Linked DNA regions of Sus scrofa: region 1 is linked to region 2. The links are chromatin contacts, called in public HiChIP or PLAC-seq maps. All regions are on one chromosome and are shown on one strand. The core of a region is the stretch at or near the end of the contact, and the rest is flanking DNA. Distances in the headings are between cores, read along the strand shown.

Region 1 (2,700 bases), core at 92-2,591, 300 kb after region 2:
AACATTTTGGGATAAAATCACTGATTACTTTTTCCACTTTGTCAGGGGTGCAGTTTGTAGGTTTTATTTTTGTGTTTTAACTCATTGTGGTTTTGTGGTTTTGCTTTGTTATTTAGATTGTTACAACTGTGCTAGAGATCATCTGCCTAGTTAGTCTTCTGTGCATTTTGTCCATTCTTTTCTTTGGCTTGTAACATCTGTTAGTGTAGTCCATGCTGCTCTTATCAAGACAATGGTTCTGAACAACCAGGAGAGAGGCCTCTCTGCCGAGGGTGTTTTCAGGTAATCACCTTAATCCAAATTGCCATTTACTTTTGCTGACTTGCATGTTATATTTTATAATTCTAACTTAATATGTTAGGTCTTCAATGATGATTTGACCAAGATATCACCAGAGTTCCTACTTTGTGATTTTAACTTTGAGGCTACCTGTTCTCCCTATTTGTTCTGAAACTTGTTCATAAAATCTATTACTAGCTAGGAAATATTCACTGAATTCTCTACTGTCATTTATTTTATATCTCTTATTATATAATTTAAAAAAGAGACTTCCAGGTGTAGTTCTACTTGCATGCCAGTCTTTTGGCCCTTTGTAATATCAATCAGGAATTCTAGTCACCCTTTTTCACTTGCCACCTCTGCTACCTCCATTTGACTCCTGAAAGTACTGCTTTTCTTTGGTTTGATTAATTAATTGCTGATATTTTTGCCTTTGCCTTTTGTAATTTCATAAGCAGATAAGGAAAAGGAGTAGATCTTCATATTGGTGGTTCTTGTACCTAACTATTACTGTTTTAAATTGTCTGGTTAAAAACTATACTGAGAGGAAAAAAATTAAAACTTTAAAGAACTTATATAGAATCTCAAAGTTGGAAGCAACCTCACTAATATCTAACCTATTTCCTCATGTGGGAACCTCTTCTGTAGCCATCCCAGAAGATGGTCCTCCAGTCTGTTTTATTCATGCCTAACAAGGAGGGGATTATGAAAACAACCTGTTAAATTTTGGTAAAAGTAATCTTTTTCTTATGTAGAGCCAAAAATCATTCTTATACCTATTTCCAACTTTATTTGTAGTCTTCTTCTGTAGTATTCCTGAATATATATTCTCTCTGAGTTATTTTTCTGAAATGCCTTAAAATGCACATGGGAAATAATTATTGATTCTCTCCACAACAGTAGTTATTAAAAACAACAACAACCCACAGTTCTTTGTAAAGCATTTATACCTCAATAAAGGTGTTTTTTGTTTGTTTGTTTTAAATACGGCAAGCTGAAAAGCCTACTTGCTTTTATGGTCTTTAGATATGTGTTCAGTTCTCCTAGAAAAGACCCAAGCCACCCTAGTTAACAGTTGTCTTGGAACTACACCAAGCATGATTTGAGGTTACTATAAATAATTCCCTGGGCTCAGCAAAGTCAGCAACAGGAAATTTTTGAACTTTGAAAAAATAAGATGTTTTGGGGTATGCCAACTTTGATAATATGGCCATAGGATTAATTAATACTGTACACAGAAGTTATTATAGACTCTTAAGCAAAACCTGTGTGTTTAGCTGTGCCAGGTTGTGTGTCTGATTCAAGCCATGTTTTAGATTTCAAGATTTTTATGAAGAATTGCACATAGGTAGTTAAAGTGAAGGTAATTTCTCTTTCATAATTAAAATGTTATGTTTCTTTAGGTAGAATTTTGGTTTTCAGATTCATCTTGATTGGGTGTTTCTCTGTCCTTTTTATTCACCCCTCCCTAGGGGCTTTACAGTGGCTTTTACTCCTTTCCCTGAGACACCTAGACTAGGAGTAGGTCTTATATAGGCAGCTTAGGGCTCCCTCCTGAGGTTATATTGAGGCCATTGCAGATCCAGATACCAAGCCTGCAGGTTGCTTGGCCTGGTTTCAGCTGTTGGGGTAAAACTATGGCCTCTTAACATTTCAGATACTTGGTATTTTATAACCTGTAGCCTCGGGCAATGGCCTTCTCACTTTTTACATTTTTTTTTCCACAGGTGGTAGAGTCCCACTTCAGCCCTTGGTTTCCAGCATCAAGCCTGGCTCTGATCCCAGGCCTTTTGTAAAGTACTTTTAGTCCTCATTACTCTGTGGGAGTCAAACTCCGAATTTCTTCTGCCTACTTATAGGTGTGGAGTCTGGGCTCTAGCTTGAGCTCTGTTTGTTGCTACGTGCTTCCATTTGTTTTTGTCTACGGAGATACTTAACTGGTTTTGATCATGATGTTTATAATTTTCTCTCTTTAATTTTTATCACTGGTATACATTTGGAGTAGGGTTTGAGAGGAAGTCCCTCAAGTGCTTGCAGTGCTTTTGACTTCAGAATATTTTTAAAAGCTGTACTTCTTTTATACTATTATTTTTAATACCATTTTTCTACTATCTAAGAACCTTTTACTATTTATCATCCAGAAGTATAGTCAGGCCTCTTATTCACAGCAGTATAAGAGGCTCTTACTTAGACATCAAAGGGAAGAGTAAATCATTCAGTCCCTGTTCCTATCTGTCCACTATTCTCAGACTTGATCCAAGTCTGGGTGCTAAAACAGGCAAGTGACTTTCCTAAAATAATCAGATCCCTCAGGTTTTGAATAATAAGTAGATCCATTACCTCAGAGTAACATATATTTGGCCCTGTCATTGGTGATGTCCAAAGGAGAGTCTTAAACTGTCTTGAACCTAGGTGGAAAAA
Region 2 (2,700 bases), core at 48-2,547:
GTGCCATCAAGTTTGTCAGCAGAGCAAAAGAGACTTGGACACTTCCATCTAGGAGGTGAAGGTTAACATTTCTATACTGGTGTTGTGTTTGTGCCCTGTTACCAATTCTTTGCTTTTCAAGCCTTTTAAAGTCAACTCCTTATATTTAAAGTTTTTATTTACTTTGTGTTAAGGCCAATAAAATGTTAAAATGACAGTGATTTTGCTAGCCCCAAAGTTCTAAAAATATGCCTGTACATTGCTTCCTTTTCCAGTAATTCAGTGGATGCAGAGACTGAACTTATCTTTTCCACTACCAAAGTGAATCTGATTAGGGGATCCCGCACACAAATGATTTCACCTCCAAAGGCACCATATAGCACAAAATGATTGATATAAAAATTGATGCTTCTAATGTAGAATTCTGAAATGCAGCATAACGCTTTCTAGGGCAGTGGGACATGCATAAAAATCAAATTATTGCTGCTTGGTGTGCGTGTTGTGTGTGCGAATGTTATGGGAATACTTTCTTTTTAAGGACTTACATGAGTTTTCCTTTAAATTTGTACTCAAACCCCGCACTATCAGATACTCTCTAGGCGCCCTGCTATAGAAGTCTGTCAACTACTCCCTCTGAACACCTCCAAGTCGCCCACCTCTTTAAAATCTTGACCTTGTTGGATTTGTCTCAGCCAAAGTCGGTACTATCCCTTTCCCATCTTTTTATTAGTACAGGGCACAAGAGACAAAAGATGGAAGGTGTCACATAGGGGAAAACAACAAAAAAACACCGAAGCACACCAATCCCGCATCCGGGCTGAGACCCGAGAGGACAGGCCCCACGCATCCTTCAGGTGCGGGTCCCGCCAGGGTTGCGCCGCGGCTCCGCGAGCCCCAAACGGAAGGTTCTGGGCCGACGCGCAGAATGGGAGCGGGGTCTACGGCTCGACGGCGCTGGCGCTGGCAGACAGCTGCGTTCAGCGTGGAGGGGGTGTTGGGGCCCCGGGAGAAGGGAAGAACGTGATGCTCCAGCGGTGTCCTCGGCTCTTTAGGCCAAAGTTTCTCAAACCCCAACGGGCACCTCCGCGGTCTCCGCGCAGTTCTAAACGCCGAGGGAGGGCGGGAATCAGCTGGGGCTGGGGTCAGGCCATCTTACCCATTAGAAACCCGCAAGACCCCCGCAGGGGGTCGTAAAGGTGGGCCGAAAAGGGGGCGCGGAGATAGCAGGTTTGGGAGCGCGGACCAGAGGCAGAGGCGGGGGCGCGCGGCCCGAGGGCGCGAGTGCGGAAGCGCGGCGCAGGCTCGGAGCCGGCGGCCTCCCTCCCGCGGGGCCTGGCGGGGAGTTGGGGCGGGGGGGTGCGCTGGCCGGCGGGCGCTGGCGAGGGGGGAGGTCCTACTCTCCCGCTTGCTCTCAGCCCCGCCGGACACAGGCCTGGGGATCAGTAGGGGAGGGGTCGTGCATCCCGCAGCCAGCGTCTGCTGGGGGTGGGCTGCAAGATGAAGAAGGCCTCTGTCCTTTCGGTTTGCTTCCCTCGGCCAGGCCTCCGGCAAGCACCGCACGGCTGCGCGGGCTCTCGCCGAGAAGTCCCGGCCCAAGCCTCCCCGCGGCGCAGCGGACTCGTGGACCTGGGAATGGTGCGGCCAACTGGCAGGGGCAAGCCCAGAGCGGGCGGAGACCGGAACCCCGGGAGCAAAGGCCCCGCAGTGCTGAGCAGCCAGAAAAGCTCGCGGCTGCCGCTCGGGTCGGCCCAGCTTCCCCTGGGCTGTCTCCTCCCCCCGGGACTTAAAAGCCCAGTTGGTGGCGGGGGGCCGCGGGAGGCGGCGCAGTCAGACTTTCTTGGCTGGGAGCGGGGTGTGGGAATCCTACACTATCTTACATCAGCCAGCTACCTAGACCCCGAGGCTCAGGCTGGATCCCCGAGGGGGTGTGAGGAGCCCAAAGCTTTTACTTTAAAAAAAAAAAAAAAAAAAAAAAAAAAATCCAAAAAAACTGCATCTCACTGCGCATGTGCGAGCCTCGATTTTTTTTTATTTTTGACGTCATTTCGCTACATCAAGTCCTAAGCCAAAACTTCTTGCTCATTGATTGCTCTGAAAAATAATTGACCGTATGCTGACTCCTAAGAAATACTTCAAAAATACAGAGAGAAAGTATTCAAGGTTTTTGCTTTCACAAAGATAGCACAGATAGTCTATCCACCCTGTCCGTCGGTTTCCCCTCAGAGTTTTAGAGGGAGCTCCGCTAAAACGTAGGTTAGATTAGGAAGACGCAGTGGCACAACTCTCCATCCTTTAAGTGGAGATATTTGCATCCTCCTTAATCCAAGTAAGCTATACAACACAACTCTTGTCATCCTATTTTTGGAGATTTCAGAGTAAATATCTGAATAGTGCTAATGCTGAACTACTTTCTCTCCTACTCCAAAGTTGCCTCATCTTTATTTTTTAAAGTGAATAAAGGTTAATAACTACCTATATGAAGAAAATGCTAATGTCTTTCCCATCAGTAAGACAGGAAATGAATTGTAAAGAAATGCTTTTTATTCTAGGAGTGTCTTTTTCCCCCCCTGGTGAAATTATACATAATTGCTTATTTTAATTGTAACTCAAGAGTAAAGGTCTTGAAAGTTTACAGATAAAGTTAGATGTATACAAGTAACTGCTGTATATTTATGGTCAAATCCCAGAGAATTAAACTTACTAACAAACTCTTGGCTTGGG

Evidence for each region. HiChIP or PLAC-seq counts read pairs in DNA pulled down with a chosen protein or histone mark.
Region 1: an H3K27ac HiChIP or PLAC-seq map of skeletal muscle shows a contact between it and region 2, with 7 times the contacts expected there. The contact joins two enhancer-like sites. A contact is called at or near these places in 1 of 5 promoter capture datasets (fetal liver) and 2 of 2 datasets of contacts at active chromatin or transcription factors (alveolar macrophages and skeletal muscle).

The regions. Positions count from the first base shown.
Region 1 is chr10:52,873,145-52,875,844 of Sscrofa11.1, forward strand. All of the region lies in intron 1 of DNAJC1 (dnaJ homolog subfamily C member 1), which reads left to right. Among named protein-coding and RNA genes, the nearest start is that of DNAJC1, 12 kb to the left of the region's middle. Within about 2 kb of position 1,342, at least 4 of the 83 cell types and tissues checked have an H3K27ac peak or open chromatin away from gene starts, as enhancers often do. A contact at or near this core is called in skeletal muscle, where this site is marked.
Region 2 is chr10:52,575,259-52,577,958 of Sscrofa11.1, forward strand. No RefSeq gene overlaps it. Among named protein-coding and RNA genes, the nearest start is that of SPAG6, 4.6 kb to the left of the region's middle. Within about 2 kb of position 1,298, at least 56 of the 83 cell types and tissues checked have an H3K27ac peak or open chromatin away from gene starts, as enhancers often do. A contact at or near this core is called in skeletal muscle, where this site is marked.